Linked DNA regions of Bombyx mori: region 1 is linked to region 2. A link is a contact called in public Hi-C data. All regions are on one chromosome and are shown on one strand. Each heading gives the region's core, a stretch centred on a gene start, on an enhancer-like site or on the middle of the called end of the contact. The rest is flanking DNA. Distances are from core to core; before and after follow the strand shown.

Region 1 (5,677 bases), core at 1,095-3,594, 34 kb before region 2:
GAGCTGGTTCCAGGACCTAGGTGGACCACATATTGAACATAATGATTTAAGGACACAATACTTAGTCTGGCCATAAATACTGTTACAATTAAAAATAAACAAAATATTACATTTCAATTTGGAATCTGTCATTTTTATATGATTGCTCATTGAGTTTTCTCATTTTGGCGCCAATACATTGTACAATATTTTGCGATATTAAAATGGAGTGTGGTGATAAAGAAAACCGAATCGCTGTGATTGCATTACACAAAGTAGGTATGGAGCCAAATGCAATTTTTAAAACTCTCCATACGCTTGGTATTAGTAAAATGTTTGTGTACCGGGCTATTAATAGGTGCAATGAGACCTCCTCTGTTTGTGACAGAAAAATATCTAGCCGTCCACGTAGTGTTCGTACGAAAAAGGTGGTCAAAGCAGTAAGGGAAAGAATTCGAAGAAATCCTGTCCGAAAGCAAACGATTTTATCTCGGGAGATGAAGATAGCACCTAGAACCATGTCGCGTATTTTAAAAGATGACTTAAGACTTGCAGCCTATAAGAGACCTAGTGGTCATTTCTTAACTAATAATTTAAAAGAGAATGGGGGGTAAAATCGAAACAACTACTGAAACGGTACGCAAAGGGAGGTCATAGAAAAAAATTTGTTTACGGATGAGAACTTTTTTACAATTGAGCAACATTTTAACAAACAAAATGACCGTATTTATGCTCAAAGCTTTAAGGAAGCTTCCCAATTAGTCGACAGAGTGCAACGTGGGCACTATCCGACTTCAGTGATGGTTTGGTGGGGTATTAGCTATGAAGGAGTGACTGAGCCATACTTTTGTGAAAAAGGTATCAAAACATCGGCACAAGTGTATCAAGATACCATTCTTGAGAAGGTAGTGAAGCCCCTTAACAACACCATGTTCAATAATCAAGAATAGTCCTTCTAGCAAGACTCGGCGCCAGGTCATAAAGCTCGGTTTACGCAGTCTTGGTTGGAAACGAACGTTTCGGACTTCATCAGAGCTGAAGACTGACCGTCGTCTAGTCCCGATCTTAATTCGCTGGATTATGATTTATGGTCAGTTTTAGAGAGTACGGCTTGTTCTAAGCGCCATGATAATTTGGAGTCCCTAAAACATCCGGCTATGGAATGAGCTCCCCTCCACGGTGTTTCCCGAGCGCTATGACATGTCCTTCTTCAAACGAGGCTTGTGGAGAGTATTAAACGGTAGGCAGCGGCTTGGCTCTGCCCCTGGCATTGCTGACGTCCATGAGCGACGGTAACCACTCTCCATCAGGTGGGCCGTATGCTCGTCTGCCTATACGGCAATAAAAAAATAAAATAAAACAATCCGTAGGATTGGCAGTGAAAAATTTTCCCATGGAGAGAGTGCGTGCTTCTATTGATAACTGGTCTTAACGTTTAAAGGACTGTATTGCAGCCAATGGAGACCACTTCGATTAAGCTTTTTATACTTTAAATTGTTTTATATTTATGTATTAAACTAACGCACTGTAAAAGTAATAAATGTTATTTGCCATAGAATTTTTTTTGTTTTCCTTTGTAACAGTATTTATGGCAAGACTAGGTATATTGTTGCTCCTTATATTGCTCCTTAATTAATTTAATATAAAATAATAACTTTGTATGATGGCAAATGTTTGGGAACGAACGCATCGAAAATTTGAATTTTACCGCGCCACACTCGCGCGCGCTTGTCGACTACGTAACGTCTTAGGCCTAACCTCAAATTGAATCCTAACCTCAATCGGAATCGGAACGACTAAACTTCAACATATCATAACATAGTTCTAAGTTAAAAAACTAAAATTTCTTTATACCTTTAATGTGCTTATACCTTTAATGTGCTTATAATAAAATACCTACTTTTTACTTGTATCTATTGTTATCAAGATTAACTTATAAGTTCTTGACTTGACCATGACTATGTGACCCCCTCCTGGCACCAAAGCTGGATCCGCCCTTGATAGCACGTAAAACGAGAAGCCATCTCGCTGCGAATCATCAATATAAAAAATGCAATATTTTGTGCGTTTTTATGTAAACGACAACATATTTAGTCCAAATACTAAAAAATATACCTGACGTGATATCGATCTAGCTAGCGAACTAGATTGCACAGCCTCCTCAATCAGATCTATCGCCTTACAGTATTCTCATGGAATCCGAATGCTTTATAATGTTCTGACCTAAGCAAATCGTTTTTTTTGGTGATTCGCAGTAGTCGCTCGAGTCAGACGAATCCGTCAATAGGAACCTTGAGGCGGTCCTTCTGGTGCGTGTGTCCGAGTCGTACGTTAGCAGGATGTGGTTGCTGCCCCTCCGCGAGCGGTAGGACAGTCTGTGTGGGGTGCTATTCTGGACGTCGGACATCGATCTGATGTGCCTCTTGAACTTCATTTCCTTTGTTAGCGGCGAGAATGTCAACTGAAGCTCGTTCTTCGGCTTCTCTACAGATCTGAAGAAAGAAAAAAATATTTCATTAGTATATGATTGAGGAGGTGAGATTTTAACGAAACGAAATTCGCTTTTATGAAAGTAAGCGCTAATGAAATAACCGCATCAAGTTTTATCGCAATCAGAGAACAAAGACACACATTGTGCAATGAGACTTAAACTGTATGTCTAATATTTATAGTAATAAGGGAAAATTAATGTTTAATCCATTAGACCAGTGAAATGCAGCCTGGTTCTGCTGTAAGTATTGTTGAAAATATGAAATAAATACGCCACCTATCGTACGTCGATGGTACTAACAGAAAAATCTCTGAAGTGTAAAAAATAGCTTTTTTTATTTATTGCTTAGATGGGTGGACGAGCTCACAGCCCACCTGGTCTTAAGTGGTTACTGGAGCCCATAGACATTTACAACGTAAATGCGCCACCCACCTTGAGATATAAGTTCTAAAGTCTCAGTATAATTACAACGGCTGCCCCACCCTTCAAGCCGAAACGCATTACTGCTTCACGACAGAAATAGGCGGGGTGGTGGTACCTACCCGTGCGGACTCACATGAGGTCCTACCACCAGTAATTACGCAAATTATAATTTTGCGGGTTTGATTTTTACTACACGATGTTATTCCTTCACCGTGGAAGTCGATCGTGAACATTTGCTAAGTACGTATTTCATTAGAAAAATTGGTACCCGCCTGCGGGATTGGAACACCGGTGCATCGTTAGATACGAATGCACCGGACGTCTTATCCTTTAGGCCACGACGACTTTAGCTGCACCAAGTTTCATCATAATCGGATGACTGGTTTAAAAATGAATTGAGGATAAGCATACAAAGTAACATTAATTGTGGCTTATAAAGAAAATACATTAAAAGATAAGACTCGTAAAACGCTTTGCTGTGACTATCGCTAGATACAAATGCTTGTTAAAAGAGCTCTTTATTGAAATACGAACAAACAAACAAAGTCACAAATATTCTCGGTTCATATATTCATTGGAAAAAAAAAACATTTTTATAGGTTACTGGAATTTCAAGTTTGGAAACAAACAAAAAAAAAAACATAATCGTTAACAATATTATTAAAAAAAAAAACAATTCTAGACGCTTCTACCAGTTTATTGGCATCCCGACAACGAAGGTTTTTACTGTCGGAAAAGTTTATTTGTTGATACTTCATGATAAGGAACATACTTGATCCTACGTATACCAACATTTGTAGTTTCGCTTTATGATTGTCTTGGCTGGGAATTTTTTTCATTCGTAGATAAAATCGGTGTCACAAGACAGACAGAGCAAACATTTAGATCAACTATAAATAGGTTTGTTAGCGCACACACCTACTTTAATATTGTTTCCATTCTCCTTTCGTATACTTATCATTGTAATGACTCTGCAAAGTATTCAGACAATGAGAGTATGCCGCTAGTACTAAGCTAATAATTCTAATTATTCAAAATCATAACTTTCTCAGATAGTACTTTAAATTAAGTGTCATATATGAATAAGACAGCTAAATGAGGTCAATAACATTTAGATTATAAATAGATTATGTATTAGCCTCAGTGTTCAGAGATATAGTGTATGCAAGAACATATAACATATAATTCCTAAGATTATTATGCGCTTAATATCAGTATCGATTGAGCTTCACAACATGTTATTCTACAACGCGCTGTACCCACGCAAATACGCATTAAATGATTTAAATTTGAAATGATTACGTATAAATGGTCTGATACAGAGACTATTTAACCAATTTCGCGAGTCAAATTGTCTCTGGTTGTCAAATTATTTTTACGCAGCGGCATATCTTTTTACACTGCCTACTGGAGTTTGACACATTTATGTCTGATTAATATTAAACTAGCGACCCGCCCTCGCTTCGCTTCGGAAATTATAATTTACTATTGATTTCTCTACTATTTAATGGATCTTATTATACATATAAACCTTCCTCTTCAATCACTCTATCTATTAAAAAAACGCATCAAAATCCTTTGCGTAGTTTTAAAGGTTTAAGCATACATAGGGATATAGGGACAAAAAAAGCTCTTTGTAGTGATGTAGTGATAATGTTACTGCGAATCTTAAAGTAAGATTAAAGCTTCAAACGCATCGGTACAAAGCTTTTTAAAGTTTTCAGATATTGGTTCGCGGAGTTAGACAAGATGGTGGTATCTGCGTATTTAGAGTAGTATCATGTGACACATTGCCAATTATTGCGATATTGATTTTGGGGATTACGAATTAGGTACGTAGTAGCTGTAACTCGAACTCGTATCTCCAGTTTATTGGACAAAAAAATTACACTCGCGAGCAAAAGTTTGGAATCACTTACTTGAAATTGATTCCGCGCGATCTTGTGTACTAAATATTTTTTTGATAATCATAAAAATGAGATTATTTTAAAGGTTGAACTCTTAACTTTAAACTGATACCAAATTCATTCAAATCGAGCCAGTAGTTAAGGAGCTATTCCGGATTAAGTGAAGGAGGTAGGAAACAAAGGAAATATGGAAAAATAATGAATGCATAAAACAACAAAAATTTATAAATAAAAATTTTATTTAGCCTTAAAATTAAATGTCAGTACTTTGTGTTCCCTTCCCTTGCCCTAATAACTCCTCGAAGACGATTCTTCATAGACCTGATCAGCTTTTGAATTGATTCTTGTGGGATACCTTCCCACTTCTCAATCAACGCCGATTTCAGCTCATTCAGGCATGAAGGAGCAGAAGTTCTGGAACGAACCCTATTCTTCAGTTCATCCCACACGTGCTGAATAGGATTCAAGTCAGGGCTGAGCGCAGGCCAGTCCAATGTGGCGATATAGACTTCTTCGAAGTATTCAGTTGTTCCACGGGCAGTGTGACAACGAGCGTTATCGTGCTTAAGGAGGAAGCTATCACCGGCATATCCCGCATAGGGAACGACATGTTCCAGCAGAATATTGGAAATGTACCCGTCCGAAGTTGACCGCCTCCTCGTCCCCCACCAGGCACGAAAACAAGCTCGGTTTTACCGTCGAAGGAAATGCCGGCCCACATCATACAAGAGCCGACCCCATAAGCCACTGTTTCAGCGAAACAGCACTGCGCAAATCGCTCCCCAGGCCGCCTGTAGACCCAACCTCTTCGGTCGCTACCATGCAACACATCCTGCTCTCGTCGGAGAACAGGATTTGCCTCCATTGCTCAACCTCT
Region 2 (5,505 bases), core at 2,144-4,643:
AGTATCATATAGTGCAAAGTTATATTAGAAGTTACAACCTAACAATTATCCCGAGGGAATGTATACCTATTGTATAATTACAACAATTATCATGTGATAAGTACAAGGGGTACGTTTCATTTATGATAATTATTGTTACGTTTACATTCTGCTACGATATGTATGAAGTTGTTAGCGAAACGCGAATTAATGTTCTCGGTGTGATGCTCCTACGATAATAATGTTAATAAAACTAGTCACCGGGCCTGAGGTAATGGTTGTTTGCGTTTTGCGTTAATCATAAAATCGTTTTTAACAAATATTCTCAACTTTGTTTCACTTATAATCATTAATACTCGATCTTGAGGATCTAATTTTACAATTTTTGAAGTTATACTTCTTTAGGCGCGTTATGAAAAATTTATGAGAGTGAAATTTTACGATGCGCGCGCACCGTGACACAAAATTAACAGAAATGAAGTTGCCCACAAGTGCTCCAATACAATTGAGGCTAACTAAACGTATGTATTATTTAGTAATATAAATGACAAAATTATTATTTAATATAATTCATACTAAATATTATTAAATTATTAACGTTAAATATTTATTATTAATTATTTAATACTAAAAAAAAAAAAGAGTATAACTTCTTACGCGCGTACATAAGTACACGCACCCTTTTTTTTAATTGATTATATTCATAAATTTATTGAGTACATTGGTGAACTTATTTTCTAAGCCACTCATCACTATTCAGCCAAGAACAATGCAAAAAATGCATTTGTTGATAAATGAAAGTAAAAAAAAATATATACAATATAATTCAATACATAGGATATTATGAAGCGTTTTTTGGAAATCGATACGACCTAGATATCAATCGGACACGTGAAAAAACAACGTTAAAGATGTGTGATCTTCATCGGAAAGACAAAAACTGATATGATTATCCTAAAATGTATGTTTAATGTTATTATCTTCTTACATATTTATGATTATGTATCAGACTCGTATCTAGCTCAAGTTATTTATTATAAGTCCACTCATCGACACAGCCCACTACTGAGTTTCTCGCCGGATCTGCTCAGTGGGTCCTAATTCCGATCCGGCGGTATCTGTAAAGCACTGCTTTTGCTAGGGCTAGTATTAGCATAATTTTTTTATTGCGTAGATGGGTGGACGTGCTCACAGCCTACCTGGTGTTAAGTGGTCACTGGAGCCCATAGACATCTACAACATAAATGCGCCACCCACCTTGAGATATAAGTTCTAAAGTCTCAGTATGGTTACAATGGCTGCCCCACCCTTACTACTACACGGCAGAAATAGGCAGGGTCACAAGAGGACCTACCACCAGTAAATTCTCTTAGGGCGAACCCGTGAGCTAACTTACCCGTCCACGCGTAGCTGGATTATCTCCTTAGATCAGCGAATTGCGGTAGGATGAAAAAGACCATAGGTACATTTTGTGTTACAGTGAATAATTTATCAATTTAAAAAAAAAATCAGGCTTATAAACTGCTTGTAAATGATGTACACGTAACATACTTATTAAAGCAAGTGAATTTTGAACGATATAGAAATAAAACCCGTAATTAATTTACAGTTTGAAATTTGTAATACAAAATTAATTAAGGTCATTAAACTTTTTACGTACATTACTTATTTGTTAGGCGCGATGATGACGGATAAATGCCAGTGCAAACCATTTCAAAAATTACTGCGTATAAATTTAAACCAAACAAATGTGTTTTCGTTCTTTTGCGCGCAATTAGAAGAAAAAGAAACAAATCGATGACACATAATGATGTCTTATTCACTGAAGTTTAACGACATTGTGCCCGCCCAATGAGGAAGTAATTGTCGCTTGGCTACGATCTCCGGTTAACGTTGTGATTCAATGAATATGCTGCAAATGGTAATATCGTGTGCTTGTAAATTTATTCATTAAGATCCCCTTCATATTGTGATGCGCTAAAAAAGAGAATAACAAGGATGACCTCGTATTTTATTTTATAACTAGCGGCCCGCTCCGGCTCCGCTCGGGTCTTTAAGAAAATTTTCAACGATATTTGACGTTTTATTTTTTTAATTAAAATAAAACTTATTGCGGCATAACTATAATAGTTGGACATATGCTGTCGCGACACTTTTTGTAAATAATAATATGTTCTACAAAGTCGTGGTACATCATTTTATTCTATTATCAATAGGTTTCGCAGGGCACGCGATGTAAAGAATATTTTAGGTAATTTTTTTACACATTGGGTTACATTATTGGAGTTTTAGTAAAGATCCCTATTTTTTTTTAAAAAGGTTATAGCCTATGTCACTCGGGAATAGTGTAGCTTCCAAACAGCGAAAGAATTTTTCAAATCGGTTCAGTAGTTTCGGAGCCTATTCAATACAAACAGACAAACAAATCTTTCCTCTTTATAATATTATATTAGTATAGAAATGCGCAAAAAAATTGTTTTTTTGTCGTATCACTCTTGTCGGAGCGGTCGTGATCATCATTCAGTATTATTGCTGTGGACAGATGTTATGTGCCTCACGAGCAATCGCCACTTATCCCAGTCTGTGGTGAGTCTGGTACACTTATGTAAATAATCGCCAACTGCCGGCTTGACTTGTTCGGTCCGTCGCATGGGTCACATTCCACGTAGTCTGGTGCCTTCCACTTCGCCCTGAACCACAAGGCGCTCTATGGAGTCATTTTCTCTTTATTTCATTTATATATTTATTTCATCTTTCCACTAGTACCAAAAAATAAGATACTACAAGGGCGGAATGATAAGTAAGGCTAATCCTAACAATAAAACACTTAACTTTTCGTGATAAAATTAAATTTATTTTTTGACATAGTCTCCGTGAACGCACTTATTCCATGTTCGTTCTAAAGCAGTAATGCCTTCCATAAAATGATTTCTTTCGAGGCCTGCAAAATACTCCTCTACAGCGCCTATGACTTCATCACTTGTGGCAAATTTCTGTCCGCCCAAAAAAGTTTTGAGCTTAGGGAATAAGTGGAAGTCTGATGGCGCTATATCAGGCGAATAAGGTGGGTGGGACAGCAAATCATACTTCAATTCGTTGATTTTTGCCATAGCTTTAACACATGTGTGAACCCTGGCGTTGTCTTGCGGGAAGATGATTTTTTTTTCGCCAAATCTGGTCGTTTTTGCTGAATACACTGATGAAAATTATCTAGAAGATTAGCGTAGTATTCTCCATTAATCTTTGACCTTTAGGAAGGTAAACTATCATCAAGATCCCATCTGCATCCCAAAAGACGGAAGCCATCACTTTTCCAGCCGACTTTACAGCCATGGCTTTTTTGGAGCCGGGCATCGCGATTGCGGCCACTGTTTTGATTGAATTTTTGATTCTGGCGTGTAATAACGAACCCATGTTTCATCTGTTGTTACAAATCGACGTAAAAAATCGGCATTATTACTCTGAAACGGTCCAGACATTCTTTTGACTTTTGCACCCGAATATTCTTTTGATCGTGCGTAAGCAATCGCGGCACCCAACGGGCCGATGACTTTTTCATGTTTAATTCCTCACTTAGGATATGATGTACCCGGTCTTTTGAGATACCTGTAGTATCAGCTATTTCAGATAACTTCAATCGTCGATCTGTTAAAACCATATCATGTACTTTCACGACCATCTCCGGAGTCGTGACGCTTTTTGGACGTCCGGGGCGGGCTTCATCTTGGACATATGTGCGACCGCGTTTAAACTCAGCCACCCAGTTTTTTACTGTGGCATAAGAAGGAGCACATTCACCCTAAGCATTATTTAACTCGTCATAGATATCTTTCCCTTTCGTGCCCTTCATATGAAGAAACTTTATCACCGCTCTTTGTTCAATTTTATCCATTTTGAAAACACTTGACGAAATATATTTTCAAATGACAAAAAATCAATAAAATTTTCACGCCACCAAATTCAATTTTAGAACACAGGTAGCCAGAGATACGAATTTAAAAATGACATATATATTTTTTAAAGTTTAACTTTTTAAATAGTAGAGGCTAGTTACTTATCATCCCGCCCTCGTAGTTTAAAGCTGTGACTTTCAAATGATCTAATACTATGAATTAATTATACTTAATTACGGTCAATTGCCTCGATAAGTAAATCGTTAAACTAATTACGTAATCATTAAAATTGTTTGTGATCTTCCAAGAATTATGTTGGGATAGTTAACACTGATTGTCTTACTCAATTTATGACTATGATTTTAGTTTTTTTTTTTAATTATCAGCAATTATTCTCCCATCTCTTGTTATACTTTAGACATTTATAGTGACACATCAGGTTTATATGTATATTATTCTTAAAGTACTATCTGTTAGTCACCGTGGCTTAAAGGGTAAGACGCCTGGTTTACACATATTGAGCGACTATGCCGTGTTCAAATCCTTCAGGCAGATTAGGTTAGATTTTGACGTGGTCTAAAGTGTATCACCGAAGAGTGTATAAATCACAACGTTATTGTCACCATCCTCTCTGGGATATATGATCAAATCTAACTTAAAGTACACAACGGCTATCCCACTCTTGGAACCGTATAGTATGATTGGTTTGCGGCAGAAATGGGCAGGATGGTTGTACGTACCCGCGCGGGCTTGCAATACACTCCTACTAGTAAACTACTACCAGTAAATGCCGGTTGGCGATTGCGATTATTTAATAATACTCACACAACGCGGTTGCTTGTTCTCCACTAAATCCCTTTGCCGTTTTCCCCGACATCCACAGGAAGAGATGGGATGGTCCTATCCTAGGACGAACGCCACACAGCCAGAAACATAATCCATATAATTAACCATAATCCTTTTGGGTTTACAATCATAATATTAAGGTATATTTCTTAGGTCATATTTACTTTCAATCAATACTTTATTACAAGCCGATTATATCGACTTGATAACGTAATAGTACTTTTTGTGGCGCCTTAGATAACGATCGTTATTTGCCGATGAATATTACACAACAGTGAAAGAATAATTTTGTTCCGATCTAAGTGTATTAGAAAGTTTCTATTCATTCTAATACGCTTAGTTATGTTGTACCATTAGTTACGTGAGTCAGAATATTGTACGATTAAAATAAGATATGACATCACATCGTTTTTCGTGATCAATATTTGATAAGTCTCTTTTGCCACCGCACGGCACACTGAAACAATTAAATTTCACACTTACACACACACAAGTATTAAACGCGAATCACGTAATTACCAGCGCCATAACGCTCATCCGTTTTTTAGATTGAATACTATTTTTAATTATTATCAAATCAAATCAAATCAAACTTTATTAGCTAAAACATGGTTTACAAAGTTGTGTTGATACTTGATAGTTATTTTATAGAACAGCGTGTTTCTACCAGGTCGGCGTGCAAATATTATTCAAAATTACTTATTATTAAGATAAAAATGAGAATTAAGCAATAAATTACGAACGCCGTTAAGCAATCAAATTGAAAGATCGACCTCATGTCCCAACA

The links. A called contact is a pair of places that touch in the nucleus more often than the background predicts.
Region 1: a contact with region 2 is called in a Hi-C map of midgut, with 2.1 times the contacts expected there. The contact joins the enhancer-like site here to the promoter of LOC119629179 in region 2. A contact is called at or near these places in 4 of 7 Hi-C or Micro-C datasets (midgut, posterior silk gland and whole pupa).

The regions. Positions count from the first base shown.
Region 1 is chr11:10,486,753-10,492,429 of ASM3026992v2, reverse strand. LOC101736775 (a long non-coding RNA gene) reads right to left here. Exons shown (of 2, transcript XR_009974277.1): 2 at 1-2,471. Among protein-coding and RNA genes, the nearest start is that of LOC732898, 20 kb to the left of the region's middle. Within about 2 kb of position 2,344, at least 1 of the 8 cell types and tissues checked has open chromatin away from gene starts, as enhancers often do.
Region 2 is chr11:10,453,943-10,459,447 of ASM3026992v2, reverse strand. LOC119629179 (histone-lysine N-methyltransferase SETMAR-like) reads right to left here and starts at 3,393. Exons shown (of 2, transcript XM_038014219.1): 1 at 3,228-3,393; 2 at 2,832-3,175. The coding sequence starts at 3,393. The coding sequence ends at 2,832.